Linked DNA regions of Rattus norvegicus: region 1 is linked to region 2. Evidence: chromatin contacts called from public Hi-C data. All regions are on one chromosome and are shown on one strand. Each heading gives the region's core, a stretch centred on a gene start, on an enhancer-like site or on the middle of the called end of the contact. The rest is flanking DNA. Distances are from core to core; before and after follow the strand shown.

Evidence for each region. Hi-C and Micro-C count contacts between places; a contact is called where the count stands out from the background.
Region 1: a Hi-C map of liver shows a contact between it and region 2, with 4 times the contacts expected there. The contact joins two enhancer-like sites. A contact is called at or near these places in 11 of 12 Hi-C or Micro-C datasets (the Rat2 cell line, Schwann cells, frontal cortex and 6 more) and 1 of 1 datasets of contacts at active chromatin or transcription factors (oligodendrocytes).

Annotation. Positions count from the first base shown.
Region 1 is chr17:88,672,457-88,678,313 of GRCr8, forward strand. The region is part of intron 1 of Rps8l1 (ribosomal protein S8 like 1); the gene reads right to left. Among named protein-coding and RNA genes, the nearest start is that of Thnsl1, 52 kb to the left of the region's middle. Within about 2 kb of position 3,170, at least 31 of the 93 cell types and tissues checked have an H3K27ac peak or open chromatin away from gene starts, as enhancers often do. A contact at or near this core is called in liver, where this site is marked.
Region 2 is chr17:88,311,897-88,317,078 of GRCr8, forward strand. All of the region lies in intron 3 of Arhgap21 (Rho GTPase activating protein 21), which reads right to left. Among named protein-coding and RNA genes, the nearest start is that of Arhgap21, 66 kb to the right of the region's middle. Within about 2 kb of position 2,920, at least 37 of the 93 cell types and tissues checked have an H3K27ac peak or open chromatin away from gene starts, as enhancers often do. A contact at or near this core is called in liver, where this site is marked.

The sequences.
Region 1 (5,857 bases), core at 1,920-4,419, 360 kb after region 2:
CTGAGTCCTGTTTGGTTGCTCGTATTGTGTGAGTATACAGGGAGCATGTTCACCTTTGGGGCTTTTTCACGTATAGCTCTGTTTAATATCTTTTTAAGGATGGCGGGTGAGGGTGTGGAGGCAAAGGTGCCCTGAGCGAGGTGACAAGGTGACTAGAGCTTCCACAGCACGACTGAGCAAAAAGAGCAACCGGACCGAAAGCACCCTGCTGTGGAGTTCTGCCAGGTGCAGGGGATTTCAGCCCGCTCTGCTCCAGGGGACCCCTGAGGGTCAACATATTCAGAAAGAAGTGGAGAACAGCATCAGCTGTAGACTATCTAATTAATTGATCCAACAGATGTTACTTGAGCACTACTTTCTATGGGTAATTCAAGACAAACACAGCCTACATTCTCCAGAAGCTCATATTTTAATTGGAGGAGGGAGAGGGGAAAAGAGACAGGGCCTGGGGGGGGGAGGGGATAAAGGGGAGGGGAGAGAGAAGAAGAGGAAAGAGTGGAAATGGAGGGAGAAGGATAGGGAAGGGAGGGAAGGGGGGAGGAGAGGGGAAGATAAAGAAGGTGAGAAGAGAGGGGAGGAGGAAGAAGAGAAGAGGAAGGGAATAAGGGGGAGGGGAGAGGAAAAAGAGTAGGGGAGGAGGGGAGGGAAGGTGGAGAGACAGTGGGAGGAGGAAAAGGTGCATAGGGAGGCATGAGAGAATTTCGAATAGGAGGAAGCAAGGTAGAGGTGGATCTCGCAACAGCCAGGGCTGACTGGGGCGTGGGGTGTGGGTGTGGGTGTGGGTGTGGGTGTGGGTGTGGGTGTGGGGTGGGGTGGGGGGAGAACCACAGAAGGATCTTCTTGTCTGTGGGCTTGTTCCATAGTGTGTGAAATTTGGTTTGGGTTGTATCTTAGCCTCTGCCTGTTATACTTGGCGATATGATTTTCTGTAACAAAGGCAAAATTAAAAGAACAAGCATAGTGACCAGAGAAATTAAACAGGGAAATTTTAAAAGAATCTAGGTGCCCCAAGGGTTTGCCGTTGTTGTTGTTTTGTGTTTTTGTTTGCTTTTGTTTTTCTGGACAGGGTTTCTCTGTGGAGTTCTGGCTGTTGTAAAACTCAAAATAAGCTTAAAACAGATATGATTGTAATGAAGGAAAAACAGTGTAGCTACTCAATAGATTTCATATTTGCTTAGCATGGTGGACTTTAATGCACCAGCTACAGTCTGATGTAATATCTTAGAGAAATTACTCGAGCTAATTATTAAATTAATATTTATAAAAGGAAGAGATCTAAAGACATACCATTTAAGTAAAATAAAATCATACTACTTTTTTTAAAATTAAGTGTTTTTTTAAAAATTAGTTTACTTTCTGGGTATGAGTATTTTGCCTGCATGTATGTCTGTGCCGCTCATGGGCCCAGTGCCCACAGGGGTCAGAAGAGGGCATCAGATACCCTGGAACTGGACTTACATTACAGGGTTGTGGCTTGCCATGTGGGTGCTGGGAATCGAACCTAAGTCCTTGGGGAGAGCAGCAAGTTTCCTTAACCATGGAGCCACCTCTCCAGCCCACGAACTAATTCTTTAGTTTAAAAACAGCTAGCAATTAAAATGGACAAACTCAAATTAAAATACATTAAAATGCAGTAAAAATACTCTGGGAACTGGTTTAAACCTTCTAAAACATTGTACCTCACCACATGTGTCCCCCTTTCTGCTCTAGAGTATAAAAGTTAAGTAAGAAAACTAACAAAAAATGCCAAGCAGTCACATCAAGTGGGAACAAATACACTCTTCTGCGATGGCAATCCTCAGGCTACTGTTGGCTTGAAAGCTTCTGTTTAAACGCAAGACACACAGGACCCCTGTAAGACTCTCAGAGAGAATCTTCCCTCAGGAGGGAGATCCTCAAGCCCCAATGACCAGACCGAGTCCACAGGCTGCAATCTGCAAGAGGATTTTTATTGATCAGGATACACAGATATCTGTGGGCGTCCCAGTCAATTTGAAAGACTGGCGCGCCTAGCAGAACCAGGGACGGGTTTTTATAGTGTTTTGGGAGCAGAAGCAGGCTTACAGAAGCAGATGCATGGTTACAGGGATGTGATTGGTGGAGTAGATGAGGCATACATGTATGTTACTTATTTTGGCTGTAATCATAACAGTGAGTTAGCAAAAAATACATGGTGGTCAGGGCTTCCGGGGGGTCAGGGACTTTTTCTTTTTCCTGCCAGGTGGCCCATGGAGCAGTGCCCATAATTTAGTCTGGTTTCTGCATTTTGTTTTCTTTTCTGGTCTGTTTCGTCTAAATGATGGGTCAGCTTGTCCCACATATCTAAAAACTTACTTTTTACTTCTATAGTTGAGGGCCTTGGGCTTGTACAATTTCCTTTCTGGGAGGGGGTCTTTCACCCCAGGAGTTGCAGGCATGGATCTCTCCTGGGTTCAAGTCAAAGATTCTGGGAACAACTGACTGTCCAGCACCAATATCTGAGTCCGAGTGGTCAACTCTATACCTAGGATTTCTCCAAATTTATTCCAGGCAGCACCCAATGTGTAATCAGGGCCAAGTGGTAAAGCTGTAATAACTTAATAGATGTCACCAACACTCCACTGCAGAGTGGCTCAAGCCTCAAACCTATCTGAACGCTTTTCAGTGTCGTGACTCTGTTTCTCATACCGTGAAAGTTACAATGTAAACTCATTTTGGCCAGGGTCTTCCGAGAGAGCATGTGCTATTAACTACTGGGTCTCCAGTGCCGGTCCGATTTCTTAGAGTGTTGAAATTCTTCAAAGACAGTTTCCCTATTGACACCAGCACTCTGGCTCTCAGAGCTCTTCCAATGCAGAGGTGATGCAAATGGTTTTCCCTAAGCTTCCTTGCCAAGTACCAGGGCCGCTCATGCTTCTGTTTCTTTTCCCACGGCGGGGAAAGGCTTGTGGAGTATCTCTGTGTTCTGTTCTGCCTCATGATAATTTTTACTCCAGCCTGAACTAGCATCTCGGAGTCTATCCTGGGAGTGAAGTCTACTGCTGTTTCACTCTACTTGTGGCGTAATCCCATAATATGGGAGAACAAAAACGGCAGGGTCGTATCCTAAATCGCCGTACAGTCTTGTGGGAGAAACCAGAGTGAGTGGTAAGTGACACACAGGAAGATGACGTAGAGAACCCACACGTCACGTCACGACGTGATTGAGGAACTGATGGGGGATACACCCTCAGGAAACCGGGGCAGCTGATGGCTTGTCTGTGTGCGTTTGTAACCAATCGCACCCGCTCTGTGCCGGTCCGCACTGCACCCCTGCAGCGGTGGGCTCTGTCAGAACCGCTCTGCAAAGACTCATCTCCTGTTGGGGAGGGAGAGAGTAAAGAGGAAGCAGCTTGCAGTGGCAGTGGAGGGATGAGTCTCCCTGTGACTCTGGAAAGGAAGGGAAGAGTCATTTCTTCCACAAGAAATGCCCGAACCTGCCTGGTGGGCCCACTCTCCCCGGCCCTGTTTACTGACTGGCTTTGATATGAAACCCTCCGTGAAGAGCGCCTTTGACGGATATCCTGTTAATTAACGCACTACTTCCTCTCTGCCTAGACGTTGGCAAGAATTTCCATGCTGTGAGCTACCTGAATTCCTGCCAATCTGTCTATCTTGTGCTGCTTTGCATAATGTGCCTTGTCTGGGAAGGTGCTTGGTCAGAGCCACTGGCTTTGGGACAGCTTTCCTGGAGTTGATTTTCTAAGCTGTGGCTATCAGGGAGCCAACCACACATTGTAGTCGGGTCAGACTGGGAGCTAGGTGAAGGCAGCACCCATGTTTTATGCATCTGGGAGCCGGTTTCTTTGGGGCAATGGGAGAAAGATGCCTAGAAAAAGAGATGTCAATTGCCTAAGTCTAAAGAAGCTACACGCACAGTCCTTTCGTGTCAGTGTGAACAGACCCAGTGGAGCCCAGCCAAGACTGGACAGGTCCGGTTCATTAGCATCTGAAAGCTGGGGCAGGGAATGGAGCCCAAGATGGCTGCCGATCCTTCCGCAGGAAAACAGGAGTGGAACTGACGGACATGCTTACATTTCTTCTACCTCCGATGTGCCAAGAGACTCAAAGGAGCCATCTCCTGAATGGTGAAGTGGGTTGTGCAACTGGCCAGCTGGATGATGTGAGAAAATCCTGAAGATTGGTTTTTACATTTTTCAAGAATTATTTTAAATTTTTTATTTTCGTGTATGTGTGTGCATGCTCAGATGTATGAGCAGGTCATAGGATAAGTTTCAGAAGTCTGATCAACTGTAGGTTCCTTTTTTTTTTTTTTTTTTAAAGGCATACACCACTATGCCCAACTGAGGGCTTTCTTCTGCTGAAGAACTGGCCTTAAAGTTCAGTCCTAGCCAGGGATGGTGTACAGTGAGACCAGTGGGCCAAAGTATGGTATGAGGAGGTCTTTTATTCGTGTGGCTTCGAAGGAGCTGGAGAGCCTGGAGGATAAACGTGCAATGTCTTTCTTTAACGAAAGATCCGTTTCCACGCTGAAACAACCACATATAATATTGAATGTTTAAAAAGAACATTGCTCTCAAGAAGATTCTAACTGTGAAAGCCAGACTTCACCATGCAGATGGAGAGTAACTCAAACTATAAAAGAAAGGCTCCCAGGAAATCATGGTTAGAAAGCTGAGTCAGCTGAGTTTGGGAGAACAGTTTCTAGACTCCGGGGTGGGGGTGGGGGTGTCTGTCTGATTACAATGCTGGTCTAGAGCAGTGGTTCTCAACCTTCCTAATGCTGCAACTCTTTCTGATACAGTTCCTCATGTGGTGACCCCCCAACCACATCATTATTTCATTGCTATGTCTTAACTCCCAATTTTGTTACTGTTGTAAATCACATCAGAATTCAGGGCCTCTGATATGTGACCCTCAAAAGGGTTATTCAACCTCCAAAGGGGTCATAACCCACAGGTTGAGAACTGCTGAGCTAGAAGCATCCACCATCAATACTTCCAGAGCTGATCTTGGAGGAAGCAGAAGTGTCTAGTCTTTTTGAGCTGGGGTTAATGAGGCCAAGATCATAGGGTTGTGTCTTGGAATGGGGATCAAGGCCAGTTGTTAGATGTATACTGTGTTCTCCCTTCTGGGTTTGTCCAGAGTTCCTCTGGGATCATTTGCGAATGAAGGGAATTTGAGTGCAGGGCTGCCAGGTGAATATCCTCCCCATTGTGGTCCACAACCTCACAGCAGAAGCTCTCTTATCCCCCATCCCCCATCCTGGTTCCGGAAGGACCCTGACAGAAGCTGCAGAGCAGTGTCTCTCAACTTTCCCAATGCTGGGACCTTTTAATACAGTTCCTCATGTCATGGTGACTCCCCAACCATAACATTGCTTTTATTGCCACTTCATAACTGTAATTTTGCTGTTATTAATCACAATGTAAATATCCGGTATGTGACTCCTGTGAAAGGGTCATTCGGAACCATTGCTGTAGGATGTGTGGCCTGGCCTGGTCCCACTGGGGCTGAACATGTCAGCCCAGAAGTCGGAGCCTAGATGACTCATCGCTGCAGGGACTGAAATAAACTGATGTCATTGTGTCCCACTGGAGACGGCTTTCTTTTGCCCTTTCTCCACATTTACCCATTCTGGGTTTGCTTATCATGACCCATTGGTTGTTCCAACCCTTCCATCCCCACCATGTGAATTAGTCTCTCCTGCACTGTGATTCTAATGCTCAACACAATGAGCCTCTCGGCCTGGCTGGTAACATTGGGTATCAACAGCTGAAGCTCCAGCGGCCCTCTATCCTTGGGGCGTGGGGGTGGGGAGGATAGGCCGTTCTCAGAGAAGGGCGTGTGGACCAAGTGCTTGCTCTCATGAGTGGGC
Region 2 (5,182 bases), core at 1,670-4,169:
TAGACGATGTTTGAAATTACTCATGTTAAGCTTTTTCAAATCAAATACATTTAATTTTTACAAACTTTTTTTGCCATGGGAATGTTTCACACACTCAGAACCAGAGAGACTGACAGCACTAAACCCTAGGAGACTAATAACCATGAAAATCATGTTTCATTTCAGCCCACTCACACCCATATAAAGCTTTTAAAGTTAAGTCTCGGATGTCAATTCATTCATAAATGCTGTAAACTCTCTGGCAGGCACATCTGAAGGAAAGGAACGTTAGTATTGACTCACAGGTGAAGGCAAAAAGCTTCTCTGGGTCTCCACAGGAGGGAGTACTCTGCACAATGGAGTTTCACGTACAAGCTGAGCACAAACCAACCTTTTATCCTTAAATATCTACTTACCACTAAGAACTGACACAGCCCTAAAGCTATGAGACAAATCCAGAAAGGTCTCACATGTGGAAATCACATGACAGCCCCATGTTAAGTTTATAAACAAGTTACCCATTCCTGTGGATCTGCTTGGCTATATATTCAAATCCCGTGAGTTTACAGTGGACCTATTCATTTACAGATTAAAGTCTTTGAGTTTATGGTGAATCTTCTTAGCTATATACTCAAATCCCATATGTTTACAGTGGACCTGTGGGTTTATAGAAAACACACTGCATGGAAATCTCAAGTGTACAGAACGGTACCTGGCATGTAATGGATGCTCAGTAAGTACCTTCTGTCTACTTCAAAAGGTCACCCTGGAAAATGCTAACAGTAAACAGCACTTCTGAGGTTTGCCTCCAGAAGAATGCTCCTGTGGGCCTCTTCAGTCCTGGGACAGGGCGGGCACCAGAAGAGCAGTGTGAGCGCAGCACCACTAGGTGTCAGGCGTGGATCAGTTTAAAGTTATAGCTAGGCAGAAACACTGTGGGAGCCCTTATCCAACACTTCCCCCTAGTTCTCTTTGAATGAACAGTCCATGACTGCCTTTCAGAGCACTTGAAGTTCAGTAATGTTAGTCGTCCCCCTCACGTTTCAGGAGTTTCATAAATGATGTATATAAGTCACTGCCCTGTTGTTCTTGCTTTGCGAGGTTGCAATTTCTCTGGCAACCCAGACAACTTTGTTAATTGTAAGCAACAACTTCCCATCTCTGAATTTATCCACTGCTCAACCCCTTGGCCAATAAGCTTGTCAAGGCCATCCGCCCTTTGTGCGCTCTCCCCTTCAAGACTACCAGCCTCCCTCAGCAAGCTTCCTAAGATCGCCTTTGCACCCATACTTCAACAAAACTTACCAGTGACTTCACGCTCCTTCCCCAAGGCCTTTCCAAGTACACAATTTGCCCATCTAACTAGAGAGAACGCCACGCGCAGGCCAGCTCTGCCCTCGGTTCTCAGCCTGTTAGTTCGGCTGAATGAAGCTAAGTGATACAGTGAGTTGCTCTGTATGTGCAAGCGAGTTCCTGAAATGCTCAGGAAAGGCTCCTGCTGCATCCCAACCCCTGCTCCCTCAGGACGGCTCTTCCAAATCCTGGTGACGTTAAGCTGCTCTCCCCAGCTGCGGGTCACATTGGATCTGTCCCGGGTCCCTGAATCTCTGCTGCTCTGGCCTCTTTTGTTTGCTTTGCTGTGTTTGTTTTAATGTCTAGTTTTCACTTTGAAGTTTTTCTTTCTCCTGTGTCCTCTCTCAAGTAAGGATTTAGTCCTCAACAGCCTTCTTTGGGGCCTTGGTCCACAGCTAGTTAGCACTTCTCATGTACATACTCTACGCTACAGCTCTGAGGTCCCCTTGCCTCCCCACCATGCAGCGGATGAGTGGCGGTGTGCCTCTGCCTACTGCACACCCTTCACCAGGGCTGTCAGCCCTCACTAATCTCCAGCTGCTTGTGTTGCAGGGGTTTCTGAATGAACAGGCATCCCCAGGACAGGCATATACGCTCATCCATGTTACACGTCCCTGGGCGTGTACTGATGCCAGAAATGTCCCTACTCATGAATACCTGCTTTCCTTATCCCTCCACAAACTCCACTGAGCTCTGTAACTTCAATAATTTGCTACACGTAAGAAAGTATCTTTTTAGATGTGATATATCCACTACTACAAATGAAACGTTTTTCACAGGCACCTTACAATTACTACCTCTTAATCAACACAGTGACTTGCCCTCAGATCTTCCATTTATTCTCTGGTTTCACTGCTGGGACAGACTGCTGGCACATCTGTTCATGACTTGTAGATGGCCCCTCCTCTCCCTAAGAGCTCCAGAGCAGGTACTCTATCTTGTACATGGGAAACGCAGCCCCGCTCCCCAGGGACAGGATATGCTGCTCTTCAAGCATTCTTGGGCTAACAGAGTTCATCTACTCGATCCCTCACCCTAGAAAATCTAAGCATGACTCTCCATGCATCAGTAACCTACAACTAGTAACACACAACCCACCCCACCCCCACACCTGTTCTTCTCCAAAGTCTAGGCAAAGGTTACACATAAACGTCTCAGAAATGTCTCCTGAGAGGCTGCCGTCCGTTCCTCCCATCCTAGTTTCACCTGCCCAGCAGCAGTTTGGCAAACATCCTACGAACCGGACTCTTCCCTGGCAGGAAAATGATGGCTTCCGCCATAATTATGTAATGATTGTACTTACTTTTATTTCTGTGCTTTAAGCCTTATTTCATATTTCCAGCTCCCGGTGTCTTATGTGTGAATCTGTGGGTCTATAGGTTTCTAAAAAACGTATGGCAGAAACTATTTTTAATTTGGGAAAAAAAAAAATCCTTGCCCTCCACTTCACCTGAGTGGGGAGCCGGTGAAGATGTTGGTGTGAGTGACCGGTGGAAGGGCGCGGAGGCAGGCTGTTTTCATTAGCCGGTGGAGGAAGTGTACTGCATGGGTGACATTTTTTCAACACTCTGAAGGAAGTGAGGTTAGAGGCCGCGTGGCTTCCTTCCACACAGTCGGCTTAGTGTCTGGCTCACTGTACACACTGCACAGATGTTTGCTAAGTGAACGAACAAACAGAATGTATTTCTCAATGTCCTCACACTTAGCTGCAAATATTTCTGTTCTGTTTTTATGCCAGAGATGAGAAGTTATCTGCTAAACATCGAAAGCAGGGGAGGGGCTGCAATCTGTGCAGGCTAGCTGGGAAGCATCGAGGGACAAGACCAGGCTCTCCAGCAGGGCGGTGGCTGTGACCAAGTTGTGGGTTGTGCAGCAGCTAGGAAAGGACAGCTTAAAACCACGTGATTAGAGGGCTGCTCGGACAACACTGCTAAGAGAAAGCCCGGGCAGAGCCATGCCTTGGAGACTGCTCAAACCCTAGTGCGAATCTCCCTCTAGTTCTTTCACAGTTACTTATCTCTGCCAGCGGCCTCCGACTAGTACTCTCTGAAGCTGGCTTTCGAATTAAAACGTTTCATAATGAAGCATCTAGAACTTTTAAAGACATCTGAACTCGCATCTAGTTTGTTACCTGCCATCTTAACTTCACGTGTTCTGTTTCTCAAGTCTTAGTCTTCTCCTAAAGAGCGGATTCTGACGTCTGCTTTGGCCCAGCTCAATTTCTTTCATTACAGATTATCATTCATTATTTTTAAGTAGTATCAAGATTTTAAGTTTTCACCTCCTGGCTTATTTTACAGAACGTATCTAAATTTCTATGTAAGCCCAATATTGTCCTATTTTGTTATTTTCTTATAGACCTTCTTAATTATTAGAAATATGGTTTCTAAATCTCTAGGCACCACTACCTCTGAGTTACAGGGGCTGTGGGGAGTAAGTTTCCCCCGCACCCCCAACAGCAAACAGAAACTGACAAACCAAACTCAGCAACACACGGAACGGTCGCTTAGGAACAGACCATGGTGGCCACCACCACAGGTGTTAGTGTCCTTCTGTTTACCCACCAGGCGCTGTGCACATGAGCTCCTACTATGTACCAGATACCTACTTAATGAAAACCCAGCCATATAAGGCATTTCCTATCCTTCATAATCTTTGCTCTGGGAAGAATTCATAGAAATTGTTTCAAAAACATACTGATACCTAAATATAGAAATTGTTTCAAAAACATACTGATACCTAAATGGAGTGGATTTGCAGTCAGCCCCTGACTTGGGAGGCTGAGACAGGAGAGAATGGCTTGAGCTCAGGAGTCCAAGAGCAGCCAAGTCAACACAAAGAGATCCTGGTTCTACAAGAAAGGGGGTGGGGTGGGGGTGCGGGACACAGAGGGAGCGAGGAGGGGAAGTCAAATGAATAACTAGGTAGTTACTTTGCATAATCTAATAACCAGGTTTTGATTGTCTCCTTATTTCCCAGTATCAAATCTGCACTGGTGCCACAGGTTCTCTAAACAGGTAAACCAAGAGGCAGGAGTTCTCACCTAACCTACCACAGGCATGAGCCGTCGACAGGCTGTTTCTCGGAGCAGGGATTTTTTCCACAGTGTTATTAATGAACATATCTTCAATCTTTTACTAACTGTGAAACACTTCCTATAAAATAACCCTGCAAAAATTGAAACTAGCTACCACTTTTCCATTAGCTTCTTTATCTCAAGCAAAAGTATGAGAATCCAGTCATCTTTCTAAGAAATGAAAATCCTGAATTGCAGCCCTCTGGGGGTTACACAGACAGCGGTGAGGTATGAGGAGGAAAGGCTCTTCACAGTCTCAAGAAGCTCCACTGACCGGAGCCCTCGGCTACTCTCACTGCCAGGAAACGGCCAGGCACCTAAGGTACCAGGAAACCTCACAGCGCGCACGTGCACGTGTGTCTGTGTCTACCTCCAAAAACAGTATAACCAAATTATGATGTCTTACTAGCAACAGCAGAAGCCAAGTAAGAGCAGAGCTGTATCTCCGAGATTAGTGAAAAATGTACAGACCAAAAGTGGGAGGAAAACAAAGGCTTTTCATTAAATGAAACCTAAATTCCAACACAGCACAATGCTATGCAAGCCGTAGGGAGAGAAGGATCATGTCCACAGTAAGTACTAAAAAAGAGTGAATATGCGTTACTTACCAAACAGGAAACATGAAGGAGAAATGGCTTTCTTCATCTCAAAAACCAAACTTGTAAGGAAATCTGAGTCAGACTCTCACAGGGGGCTGGAGAGATGGTGGTTCAGAGCGAGGGCTGCTCTCCTAGAGGACAGAGGTTCAATTCCCAGCAGCTAAATAGCAACTCA